Regions from separate parts of the Pan troglodytes genome. Here region 2 is linked to region 1. Evidence: chromatin contacts called from public Hi-C data. All regions are on one chromosome and are shown on one strand. The core of a region is the stretch at or near the end of the contact, and the rest is flanking DNA. Distances in the headings are between cores, read along the strand shown.

The links. Hi-C and Micro-C count contacts between places; a contact is called where the count stands out from the background.
Region 2: a contact with region 1 is called in a Hi-C map of stem cell-derived neural progenitor cells, with 2.2 times the contacts expected there. The contact joins the enhancer-like site here to the promoter of CTSC in region 1. A contact is called at or near these places in 2 of 7 Hi-C or Micro-C datasets (a lymphoblastoid cell line and stem cell-derived neural progenitor cells) and 1 of 1 datasets of contacts at active chromatin or transcription factors (stem cell-derived excitatory neurons).

What each region holds. Positions count from the first base shown.
Region 1 is chr9:90,314,322-90,321,169 of NHGRI_mPanTro3-v2.0_pri, forward strand. CTSC (cathepsin C) reads right to left here and starts at 2,967. Exons shown (of 7, transcript XM_508684.7): 1 at 2,650-2,967; 2 at 79-224. The coding sequence starts at 2,821.
Region 2 is chr9:90,513,311-90,520,179 of NHGRI_mPanTro3-v2.0_pri, forward strand. All of the region lies in intron 12 of GRM5 (glutamate metabotropic receptor 5), which reads right to left. All of the region lies in intron 2 of LOC134807367 (a long non-coding RNA gene), which reads left to right. Among named protein-coding and RNA genes, the nearest start is that of CTSC, 200 kb to the left of the region's middle. Within about 2 kb of position 3,326, at least 2 of the 24 cell types and tissues checked have an H3K27ac peak or open chromatin away from gene starts, as enhancers often do. A contact at or near this core is called in stem cell-derived neural progenitor cells, where this site is marked.

The DNA of each region.
Region 1 (6,848 bases), core at 1,717-4,216:
TCTCAGGGTCTACTAATCAGAAGAGGTTTCAGATATCAAATCATTGAAAATGTAAATCCAACTTCCAACAAAACTAACCTTAAAAAAGGCAAACCACTTGTAGTCATTCAACACAATCTCAAAGCCTTGGTTGTAAATGATGGTGAAATGGCCAGAATTGCCAAGGTCATCATATGCTGTATCCAGCTTCTGAAGGTACACCACTACTTTTTTTTCTTGTGGTCCTAAAGAAAAAAAAAAAAGCACAATAAAGGAAAATTATTTGGATTTCAATAGGGGAAAGAATCCCCCAATTTCAATTATAATTGTGCTGCTTTCCTTTCATGCTACCCAGTTTAAGCACAGTCTGCCTAGTGAAGAAACCAGAGGCTCCATCTTGTTGCCTCAAACAGTTCCTGCTCCGAGGCAAGACTGTGAAGTTAGGCTCTAAAAATTTGAGATAATGCAAGCAGAAGCAGTGGCTCACGCCTGTAATCCTAGCACTTTGCGGGGCTGAGGTCAGAACTTCAAGACTAGTTTGGGCAACATAGTGAGACCCTTTCTCTACAAAAATAATTTTTAAAAATTCGCTGGTTATGGTGGTGCATTGCCTGTAGTCCCAGCTATTTGAGCGGCTGAAGCTGAGGTGGAAGGATTGCTTGAGCCCAGGAGTTGGAGGCTGCAGTGAGCTATGATTGCACAACTGCATTCCAACCTGGGCAACACAGTGAGACCTTGTCTCAAAAAAGAGAGATATGCTATGCAGCCCAGCAGGCAGGGAGACCCCCAAAACTACAGTACCTTTCCAGAGCATCCCAACACTGAAGAAATTTTTCCACTGAACAAAAGGAGAAATGCGGAATGTTGAAAATTACAGGCTTCCAGAAACGGAGAAAAGGCAAAATACTAGTCAAAAGTGGGAAATGCAAGAATAAAAGGTATGACAACAAAAAGATAAATAAACAGACTATCAGATCCTAAGGAAGACAATGTGCTAAGCCCAGGAGAAGACACAAAATGATCTATTCGGAGAAGAAATGGGGTACCTTTCTCCTCAAAGGCTCTACGGTTTAGAACCTCATAATCTGAATCCTTCCAAAGTTTATTCAGCAAACTAGAGGTTTGTATCCTATAAAACCAATTAGTGCTGATAGGAATGATACGTTTAACCTTCATAGATGAGGGCTCAGACCTGTGGGTGCCTTTAATTACTGAATTAAGGCCAAAGGTAATTTTATAGGCAGAGCCTTCCTGAAAATGGTTCAGCTGTGTCCATCTGGAGAGTTCTGTATTTTAAAGTTTTTCCATGTTTGAGATTAATGCTCTGACATGGGAGATTGCATGTGACAGGGCAGTGCAAATCCTGATCTCTTTCTGCCCCAACCTTCAAACTTAAATTTAAAAAAAAACAAAAAAACAAAAAAAAGGCCGGGCGTGGTGACTCCCGCCTGTAATCTCAGTACTTTGGGAGGCCGAGGCGGGCGGATCACGAGGTCAGGAGATGGAGACCATCCTGGCTAACACAGTGAAACCCGTCTCTACTAAAAATACAAAATATTAGCCGGGCGTGGTGGCATGTGCCTGTAATCCTAGCTACTCGGGAGATTGAGGCAGGAGAATCGCTTGAACCCGGGAGGCGGAGGTTGCAGTGAGCCGAGATCCCGCCACTGAACTACAGCCTGGGTGACAGAGCAAGACTCCATTCTCAAAAAAAAAAAAAAAAAAAAGTTACAATGTTCAGGATTATGAAATGCTATACAGTCAGTTAAAAAGGTATTTCTTTAGTAACAAATGACTTAATCTTTGTTCTGTTGACAAGAAAATTATAGCTGATTTTTTACTGACTCTGCAGAAGTCACAGGCTGTAAGAGGGTTTGGGTAGACCACAGTGTGACTCTTCTAACTAGTGATTCTCTTTTTTCCACCCCACCCCCTTCACTAGGTTCTTTGTTCTAGGGGTAACCATGTTATCTGAAGGCATATGGAATATCTCCAGTATGTTCAAACACTAGGTATTTATTGAGAGCCTTCCATGAGCCAAACATTGTGCAGACTCTGGGCATTTCTAATTACTAGGTTCAGAGTTAAGTTTTCTTTGTTATTAATTTTTAAAAAAAATTTTACCTCCTTGCAATGCATGAAACAATGCAGAGTGGTACTAGCCGTTTTCTAGTACTCATCAACACACGCTCAAACCAAAATCGCTGGGCAGAAAGTCCCTTTCCCACCATCTAACAAAAAGAGAAAACTTCCTGCTAGATCCTCGAGAGTCTTTGAGCTCATCTATCTTCACTAGTACAATAGTAATAAAAAATAAAAATAAATTTTAAAAATAACGCTACCAGATCGGACTGGAGAACCAAACGATTGCAGTTCCCAAGTCTCTCTCAAAGCAAACAAAATTAAGCGGGAGGAATAAAAAAGTTCTTGATAAAAGTGTTGAGTCCCCAAGATAACCAAGAAAGTGTGGAGTTAGAAGTTCTCAGCAGATGAACTTTAACTTCGCGAGCCTGGCGGGGAAGAAGGTCCCCAAGGGTCCCCGAATCCAGTCAAGATGCTCTGGCCACCCACAAGCGTCTGCCTGGGGGGAAGCGGTAGTTGGCGTGGCGCTGCGTTAGGGGCTCAAGGGCAGAAAGGACGACCCGGAGGACTGCCGAGCCGGCGGCTTACCCATAACCGAGCAGTTGACATCGCGCTGGGAACCGCTGGAGCCCACCTGGAAGACCCAGGTGCCCAGCAGGTCAAGATAGGTGCAGTTGGCAGGTGTGTCGCAGCGCACGGCGCGGTCGCCGGAGAGAAGGAGCAGGAGGGCGGCGAGCAGCAAGGCGGGCCCAGCACCCATGCTGCAGGGAGCTGAGAGAAGAGGTGAAGAATTACCAGGAAGCCGAGCGCTGCGGGCTAGCGGTGAGTCCACCGCCAGGCGCGCGCCTTGAAATAGCTACGCCGGCCCGGAAACCCGTGGGCGGGGTCACTGAGCAGCAGGGGATTGGGGGTTGGGCGCCAGGCGCGTGCCCGTCTCTGAAGCGGGGACTTGGGAGCGCGCGCTGCCCCTCACTTGGCTGCAACTGGACCCAGAACTAGGGAAGAGCCCAGGGACAGATTATTTTTTTTATTTTTATTTTTTTTGCCGAGGGACGTTTCAAAATTTTGCACGGCCAGGGTGACAAAAAGAGGATTTAAGAGCCACAAGCGGTCCGCACATGACCCAGACTTCTTTCCTGTGCAGTAACGTAGGGAGAGAAGGAAAGGCTGTGGAGGGAATAAGGGAGTGGGTCAGGTGAAAGAGCGCGACAGAGGGAGAGATCTAGCAAGTGGAGTTCTGTTTTACTTGCTATTCTTCCCCCTTAGTCTTTTTTCTCAGGTCCAGTTGCCTCATAACCAACTTTTTGTTTTTTCCTCTGAAAAACTTCGCTAGCTAACATCAACTATTCCAGCTGTTTGAGAACTTATTTTCCTTCCGTTTTCCAACTCTTCCTACTTTTTTATGTGCTTGATTTTGTTTTGTTTCCTGGTAAATGCTGTTTGCCTGTTTGCATTCAGCAGAATTCAGTTGTTGTGCAAACCTGCAGTTTTGGTGTATTAGCGTTGTGGGGGTTTTCCCTCTGGCACGCACACACATGGCGCTCTCAGAGATGATATTGCTCAACCCCTTTTATGTTACAGAGGAAAAGCAAGAGGCCCAGAGAGAGGAAGCGGCTTGCCCAGAGTGAGAAGGGTGAGGAAGGAAGCTAGCCAATGGGAGAAGGCTGGTCTTATGAACCGTTCTAGTGTGCCAGTCTGATCGCCAAAAATTATTAGGTAGCACTATTTCCAGGTGCCTCCTTGCTCAGTTTAAATATCACCCTTTTCCGTAAGAGCCTCCCGTTCTTTCCTGGCTTTTGTTGGTAATTGGGGCTCCTTTCTCCCACTGAGCCTACTAGGTGTCAGGCCCTGTGGACACAGTGATGAACAAGACAGACCTGATGTGTCCCCGTTTTCTTTGGGATATGAATTTTTGCCCCCTTTGCACTGGTCACAAATCAATATTCATATGTCATTTTTTTTCCACCAGATTATAAACATTCAAAGAGAGCAGGTCCAAATTATTCACTTATATCTCCCTAGATTCTGGTTTATTCAGAAAGTGTCCTTGAGTGTTAAAATAAGTGTACTTAATATTCTTATCTTGGTTGCCAAGCTTGAAAGCCAGTTTCAATGAGGCAAAAGGAGTTGTCCTTGAAAGTTCAGAGGTGAAAATACTCTTCAATGGGGGCACAAATTTCAAAAGCCTGGGGCGGGGTTGGTGGCGGGGGGTTGGGGAACACCTTGCTTTTAGGTTTTATATACCTTCTTAGAATTAAAAGCTGACATTGTATAATTAAGCTAACACACTATTTATTTAAAGATACCCTGACAGATTAAGCTTCCCTTCCTGAATCTCTAGGAAGGTGTGTTACTGATTGTTAAAACATTAAATTTGTATTAGGTCATCAATATTGAAGAGCCAGTTTAGGTGGAAATTTCTTTGATGAATGTAATCAAAGCAACACACTTAATTGTAAAGAAAGTTTAAAACAGTCTTTATTCAATGATTGAATAATAGAAAAAGATCTTGTGGACCTCTTAGTCTAATGGATTCATTTTAAAATTGGGAAATGGAGATTCAGAGAGTTAAATCACTTGCTGAATGTCATATTGCCACTTAGTAAGATTTAAGAATGAACCTCAGGCACATTGATTTTCACTTTAGTTTATTTCTACTAATCTAATAATTCCCATACTGTTCTCTCTCAAAAATAACTACTAACTCTCCATTCCACACACACACAAAAAATTGATTCTCAAACTGATCAGACCCCAAATCCTTTACTTTCTGAAATGAAATTAATATATAAACTGCTTACACACTTAATAAAAAGAAATGTAATGCCAAATGTAATATAAAGAAGAAATCAGATATTTTAAATATATTTCTAGTATAATAAGTTATATCCCATCATGTAAAATGTTCAAGTATGACTGTGTTGGAAAACATAATGAGGCACTCAGATACTTGCTCTTCACAATTCTGTAACCACCCAATGGATTCACCTGGCCTGCTGCCTAGACAGAGCCAATTTATCAAGACAGGGGAATTGCAATGGAGGAAGAGTAATTCATACAGAGCCCGCTGTGGGGGAGACGGGAGTTTTATTATCACTCAAATCAGTCTCCCCGAGCATTCAAGGATCAGAGTTTTCAAAGATAATTTGGTGGGTAGGGGCTTGGGAAGTGGGGAGTGCTGATTGGTTAGGTTGGAGATGGAATCATAGGGGGTCTAAGTGAGTTTTTCTTGCTATCTTCTGTTCCTGGGTGGGATGGCAGATATGGTTGAGCCAGATTGCTGGTCTCAGTGGTGTCAGCTGATCTATGGAGTGCAGAGTCTGTAAAATATCTCAAGCACTGATCTTAGATTTTACAATAGAGATGTTATCCCCAGGAGCAACTTGGAGGGTGGGAGGGTGCAGACTCTTGGAGCCAGAGGCCACATGACCCCTAAACTGTAATTTCTAATCTTGTAGCTAATTTGTTAGTCCTGCGAAGGCAGACTGGTCCCCAGGCAAGAAGGGAGTCTTTTTGGGAAAGGGCTATTATCAATTTTGTTTCAGAGTCAAACCATGAACTGAATTACTTCCCAAAGTTTGTTCCACCTATGCCCAGGAATGAAAAAGGACAGCTTAAAGATTAGAAGCAAGATGGAGTCGATTAGGTCTGATTTCTTTCACAGTTATAATTTTCGCAAAGGTGGTTTCACTTCTATGTAAAATTGTAGAATCGTGGTAAATGTGATAGGAACTTTTTTCTGAGAACACAAATGATTTCTGATGAGTTATAACTCAAATACCTTATCAAATAATCACTCAAACACCATACCAAAGTTGTTGATGTTAGACAATTCTTGGTCAAATTCCCAGGAGAACAAAGTAGAATTTTCTGTTGAAGGTTTATCAAGAGGTTGCATTCCCAAAAATTCAGTATATGTTAAAATTATATAAAGCAAAAGTGAGCTTATGTGCAAAACATGGTCTGTCACTAGGCTCCCATCATTAAAAGCAGGTTTACAGAGAGGCAGCATTACTTAGCAGTGGTTCTCAAAGTGTAGCCTAGGACCAGGGACATCAGCATCTGTCTTAGTCTGTTTTCTGTTGCTAGAACTGAATACCTGAGATTTGGTAATTTAAAACAAAGAAAATTATTTTTTATAGTTCTAGAGACAGGTAAGTCCAAGGTCAAGAGGCCCCATCGAAGGGGGCCCTTCTTGCTGGTTGAGACTCTTTGCAGAATCCCAAGGTAGTACAGGGTATCACATGGCAAAGGGGGTCATGAGAGATGGCCAAACTAGTGCTTATTACAGACCCACCCTCATGATAACTAATCCTTGATAACTCCATAATCCATTAATCTATTAACCCATGATAGATTCATCCATTCATGAGGGCACTGCCAATCACTTCTCAAAGGTCCCACCTCTCAACACATGACTTTTGGGGGACAACCTATATTCAAACCACAGCATTCTGTCCCTGGCCCCCAGAATTCATGGCCTTCTCACAATTCAAAATACAGTCATTCCATCCTAGTAGTCCCAAAAGACTGAATTTGTTCCAGCACCAACTCAAAAGTCTAATGTGTCATCTGGGAGTTTGTGAAATCAAAACAAGTTATCTACTTCCTAGATACAATGGTGGGACAGGTATAAGGTATACACTCCCTTTCCAAAAGAGACAAACAGGCCAGAAGAAAGAAGTAACAGGCCCAAGCAAGTCAAAAACTCAGCAGAGAAGACTTAAATTTTAAGGCTGGAGAATAATCTTTCTTGATTCCATGTACAACATCTTGTGCACATTGGG
Region 2 (6,869 bases), core at 2,076-4,575, 200 kb after region 1:
AGGAAGATGGAAAATATTAAAGATGTTTACAGAAATTGGTAACTAATGTACAGAGTTTTGAGATAAAGTAATTGTAGAAAAAAGGAGGAAAGAACAGACCTTTTTGTAATCAGTCAGCATATACTGCAGGCTCCATCTGCAAAACATACCTAAAATCTGACCATTTCTCACCAGTATTTATTACCTTGGCCCAAGCCACCAATACCTGTTAAAATTTTAACAGTTTCTCAAACTGGTTCTGCTTTGTCTGTTACTAAATTTCCCCAACCCAGACCAAACCCATTCCAACCTCCACCCAGCAAGCAGAATATCCTGTCAAAATAGAAATCTTTTCATATCATTCATCTGCTCAAAACGCTGTTAGTTACCCATTTCTCTGAGTAAATTATGAAATTTTGTATCATGGTTTACAAATCCCTACACTTATCTCCCACTCCCTGACTATCTCTCTGATCCCAAAACTCACTTTTTCTCCCTTGCTCACATTGCTTCATCTACAATGATCTTCTTGTTGCTTGAAGACACCAGATATCCTCCCAGCATAGTGTCTTTGCTTTGGCCATTTCCTCTGCCTTTAATGCTTTCATTAAAAATATCCTCAAAGCTTACTTCTTTCAAATTTTTGCCTAAATGTCACTTTCTCAATACATCCTGCCAGACCACGCTATTTAAAAAGGCAACTACCACTCTACTCTTTCTGTTACCATTTCCTGCTTTTATCAGGAACACTTATCTAAAATAATTTATATTTTACTTATTTATTTTATTTATTCTCTGTTTTCCCCCAGTGGAATCTGTGATAGAATGCAAGCTCTATGAAGTCATGGGTTCTGAACTGTATGCTTCACTGCTATCTTCCCAGTGCCTATGATAGTATAGGTAATAATATTTATTGAATGAGGTATGCATGAATGACTGACAAAAAGGAAAATTAAATTATAAATTTCCAGGAAATTTGCATAAGTAATGAGGAGCCAAATGTTAATCCCCAAGACAATGGGGAAAATGTCTCCAGAGCACATCAGAGGTCTTCAGGCAGCCCCTTCCATCACAGATCTGGAGGCTTAGGAGGAAAAAGTGGTTTCGTGGGCCAGGCCTCGGGTCCCTGAGCTGTGTGCAGCCAGGGACTTGGTGCCCTGCATCCCAGCCACTCTAGTTATGGCTGAAATGGGTCAACATAGAACTCAGACTGTGGCTTCAGAGGATGCAAGCCCCAGGTCTTGGCAGCTTCCATGTGGTGTTGAGCCTGTGGGTACTCAGAAGTCAGGAATTGAGGTTCAGGAACCACCTAGATTTCAGAAGATGTATGAAAATGTCTGACGTCCAGGCAGAAGTTTGTTGCAGGAGTGGGGCTTTCATGGAGAACCTCTGCTAGGGCAGTGCAGAAGGGAAATGTGGGGTTGGAGTCCTCACACAGAGTCCTTACTGGGGCACCGCCTAGTGGAGCTGTAAGAAGAGGGCTGCTGTCCTCCAGACGCCAGAATGTAGATCCACTGACGACTTGCACTGTGTGCCTGGAAAAGTGGTAGACACTCAACACCAGCCTGTGAAAGCAGCTGGGAGGGAGGCTGTACTCTTCAAAGCCACACAGGTGGAGCTGCCTAAGACCATGGGAGGTCACCTCTTGCATTAGCGTGACCTGGATGTGAGACATGAAGTCAAAGGAAGTTTAATATTTGACTGCCCTGGTGGATTTTGGACTTACATGGGACCTGTCACCCCTTTGTTTTGGCCAATTTCTCCCATCTGGAATGGCTGTATTTACCCAATTCCTGTACACCCGTTGTATCTAGGAAGTAACTAACTTGCTTTTGATTTTACAAGCACATAGGTGGAAAGGAGTTGCCTTGTCTTGGAAGAGACTTTGGACTGTGCACTTTTGAGTTAATGCTGAAATAATTTGAGACTTTAGGGGACTGTCAGGAAGGCATGATTGGTTTTGAAATGTGAAGTTATGAGATTTGGGAGGGGCTGGGGCAGAATAATATGGTTTGGCTCTGTTTCCCCACACAAATTTCATCTTCACTTGTACTCCCATAATTCCCATGTGTTGTGGGAGGGACCTTGTGGGAGATAATTGAATCATGGGGGCAGTTTCCCCTATACTGTTCTCATGGTAGTGAATAAGCCTCACAAGAGCTGATGGTTTGATAAGGGGAAACTTGTTTTGCTTGGCTGTCATTCTCTCTTTGCCTGCTGCCATCCTTGTAAGATGGGACTTGCTTCTCCTTGCCTTCTGCCATGATTGTGAGGCTTCCCCAGCCACGTGGAACTGTAAATCCAATTAAACCTCTTTCTTTTGTAAATTGCACAGTCTCGGGTATGTCTTTATCAGCAGCATGAAAACGAACTAATACAGTTACATGGAAGATACTTATTTTTTAAGATATTTGCCTTTCCTTTGCATTGTCACATTCTTCTTAACAAGCCATCCCATCCTTACCTTCACGATGTAGACACTGATTAGACTTAGATGATAATAGTAATTATCAGATTCACTTGCCACTTGACTCATCAGTTTTAGCCAATGATCATGGGAGAGAGTCTTCTGGAGACTTCTGAGAACGATTTCTTTAGTATTAATAAAACACTGGAAAACATAGTCTCTTTTTCTGTGGACAGTGGTCTGGATGTGATACCTGACAATGCTCCAACCATATGGCAGGCATGAGAGAAGCTAAGCCAACATTTCAAAAACTGTGGTCCAGTGATTCAGTGGTAGACTGGAAAGGTCGAAATAAGTAGGTCCTTGAGCCATTGTGTCCTTTGAGCTACTGAATTAGCCTTTTTAGTGTCAGAAATTCTTTTTATGTGAGATTAATTTGTTATCATTTAAGCCACTTTGAGTTAGGTTATAGACTTTCTGAGGCTGAAATCCTCCTATCTGCTATACTTGGTTTCATTAGTTTTTCTTCCAAAACTGAGTCTAAGAATTTCTGAAATTGTTATAGCATTTACTTAGGTTTGACTGTTTATAAATACTGTGTGTGTCTCTGTGTGTCTACACATGTGTGTGAGTGTATATATATGATGAATCTAAAGAAGTTACTACTAACAAATACTTTAGTTTTACTTAGATGTTTGTGTTCTTTTAAATAATGCTCCTTTCTATATGTACCATTTATATAAAATAAGTGTGAGAGTTAATAAGTTAGATTTGTAAGGAGCAAAAAAGAGAGAGATCGATTGGGTAAAACAAAGTATTATTTTCTCAATAATCCACACTTAGAGAAAGCCTAAACAATTGGTCCTTATAATCATGGAAGAAACACCCTTGTTCATTTCCTGAAAGCTATGCTAGTTACAGTCATAACCAGTTACTGTGGGTTTAGTGTTACATTCTTAAACTGATTAGGTCATGGGAAATGATTCAGCTCATAGTACTGAAGCCTTATAACTACTCTGAAAACGCTTTTGTTCACATATATTGAAGAATTGGCATGGGCTTATACATATTTAACAAAAATTGTTTGCAATTATCTTTTGTGTAATTTGAATAAGAAAGTGTCACACACACACAAAAGAAAATGAACCTCAGTGTGCTTATGTGCTTATTCCTTATTAGTCAGTGACAGATCCATATACAAGTAATCCTGGCTCAACTCAGTGATGATTTAGGAGTTCTTTCCAGCCACCATCTTCTTTGAGACCAGTTATAGCAAATTTTGGAGCCAGTTTTTATTTGTTAGCTCTCTCTTTCCCTTTGCCTCCCTGCCTTGAGACAGAATTTTTCTGACTTTAGTTTTTAATCTTGACTTTGCTGTAGTTATTGTATCCACTCCCCCTTTGTACCAACACAAAGCTTTATAACAGCTTTGAGCACATTCAATTCTGTTCCCATGTTGGTTCCTTGAACACCAGCCAAGACCTCAGCTTTTCGACCTCAGGTGAAATTTGGATCAAACATCTACCTCTAGATGATATCTTTAGTGATCACCCAGAAACACAGTTTATAATTTTAAAACATCTTAGGGAAAATATATGAGGTAGAATGCTGCACATTGCATCTTATTCTACAGATTTATTGCCACATTCCTTTTGGGACCATCCTAATTTTGGATCTTGGCAGTCATAAAGTGAAGAGAGAAACTATGGTGTAATATACTTTTGAATAGCATTCACATTATTATAGAAAAACTTTCCCTATATCATTTAATTTTCTTAACAAACTCAGGAATATAATTATCCCCATCCAGCAGATAAGGAAACTGGCTCAGAAAGCTTCACAATTTGGTCAAGACCCCATAGCTTGTAAGTCTCAGAAGTGCCACTTGAAACCAGATGTTTTACCTCCAAATCTCATGCTCTTCATTAACAACTTACTTTTTCTTTATTTCACGCTTAAAAACCCCTTATTTAAATAATCTGATGGCACATTTGAGAGACTGAAAAGGTCGTACATGAACTTAATAGTGTATACTTAGTGGAGCTAGGCTTTGAGCACAATATACGCTTATTTTTTAAAAGGTCAAATTTGACTACATAATGGTCAAGTGGAATAAATCACCCTCTGGCCCCTTGTTAACATGCAAACAGATTGGCATTTCTCTGGCTGGAGTTTTCCTAGACAGAAATACACCAAAAATCTGAAGGCTGTAAAAGAGGCATCACTGAGAAGAGCTGACAATCAGTTTCGATGTGTGGGATACAGTGTGATAGCAGAAGACAGACAGGGACGAGATGGTAGAATATTTTAACAACTTCAGAGTGTTACAAAGAGAGCTGAAGGAAAGCCCAAGTCAGCCTTCCAAGTCTAATTGATCAGAGGAAAATTCTAGATAAAGGCAGAAGGGAAGTCATTATGGATCTTTAGGTTAGAGGGAAACAGTGAAGCCAAATTTAAAAAGACCAATATTATGCAGTACTACTGCAAGGTAATTCCTTTCTTCAATATCATCTCTCAACCTTCTATGTATCTATATATGTAAATATATTGGAATGATTTACTAGATATTCCATCAGATCTTGTGGTCTCCATGCGCAGAAAAACATCTTTTGCACAGACTTGAAATGTCAACTTGATTCCTTCAGATAAATCAGATTAAAAACAAAAACTGAGCATGATTAATAGCTCCAGAAACTAATGGCAAAGTGAACATAAGTTGCAAAATGATTTGAGAAATTGCCAGGTAACATATTTCACTGTGTTCTGTGAAAATAATGGAAAGGTAAAAGCTGAAAAGTGGGGAAGCAATGCAAATAAGGAATTAAAAAGTAAAAAATCAGCTGTATTGACTTAGTAATTCTAGGAATTTATTCTAAGGAAACAATTCAACATAAGCTCAAAGGTTTCTGCACAAAGATTTTTTCCTTCAATGTTATAGAAAACAGAAAAAAAAAAAAAAAACCTCAACAAAAAAGAACAAACCAACCACGGGAGAATAGTTTAATAAATTACAGCATAGCAATATTATGGAAATGTGTTAAATTTTGTATTGAGTAAAGCCTTTCATTTAGCTTCTGAAGAATTCCCAAAGGATGTATTTTAATCCTACTTATGATGAGAGCTTGTTTTCAGATATGAATCATCATAAGTCATTGCCATTTTATTGTGTATTTTCCTTCAACATTACTATTTGTTACACAATCAATAGAAATTCAGGAAGATACAGATTTCAAAACCAATCCTAAGGTGCTTTACAAGCTTTATACAACATCCTCAATAGGGAAAACTTTTCAGGGAGGAACAAAATGTTAACTATAAGAAGGGTCTCCATAGGAAACATTTCATTATGGCATTAATTAAAAGTTGCTAGTTTCTATCTTATAGGACTGAGGAATTTTCAGACAGATAACTTACTGTTTCTAAAGAGAGATAGGTAGTTTTCCAACAGAGATTTTTCCTCACATTTTTATACATGAACAATTGGAAATGCAGTGAAGTCAGATGAAGCTAGATAATAAATGTAATAAGAGCCATCACTTACTGAGCACTTGGAATATTCCAGACACAATTCTAAGTCCCTGAATTTACTGATTTAATCATTACAACAGTCTTTTGAGTTAGGTACTATTATTATTCCTACTTTACAAATGAAGAACTAGGACACAGGAGATCAAGTGATTTGCCCAGGTTACTAGAATGGTCAACTGTGAGGTAAATTGCTTCTCACTAAAATGCTGGCTACAAATAGTAGCTGTGCCATTTGTTAAACCTAGTTCTGTCTTTAAATGGCCTAAGGGATACAGGTAACTGTACTATTTTTCAAACCTTATCATTTTTTTTTCCCATAATCTCCTTGGCTTGAGCCACTGCCTATGCTTTTACTTGAGCCCTTTCTACCCTTTTGGATAGGAAGACTGATTCCTCTGTGATACTAACTTTGATTAAAATTTGCACCAGCAACTAAATTTTCTCAGTCTGGGGACTGATGGAGCTTAAACCTCAGTGGTGCTCGATGGAAGCAGATTTGCTTTAAAGCTGATGGAGTGTCAGGGTCCCTCACTCACAGATGCCCCTGGCAAGGCCCTGTTTCTATTTTTGTATTCACATTTTGTAATCTTTTTCTTAAATAAAGCTCCCCAAGTGGAAGGAACTTTAGGTCTCACAAAGCCTGGATCTAGTTGTTTACCAGAGTTTGCCTTTGACCCATAAGGGAATCATAAACTGTGTTTATGTTCATAGGGTTAGTTATGCTTTCTGAGTTACAATTTCTCCATATATACAATGGAAATATTGAGGATCAGGTAAGACAATTCATGTAAAATGCTTGATTTTATAGTTGTTTCATAATGTTCCTTTCATATCTGTCATTTTCTTCTGTACTAATAACTTCTATAACCAGGCAGGCTTCTCCCAGATAGCTCTGATACAAAATATTTGTCCTGTTTCCTCCACACATCCCCTCATACTTACGAAATAGTGCTTC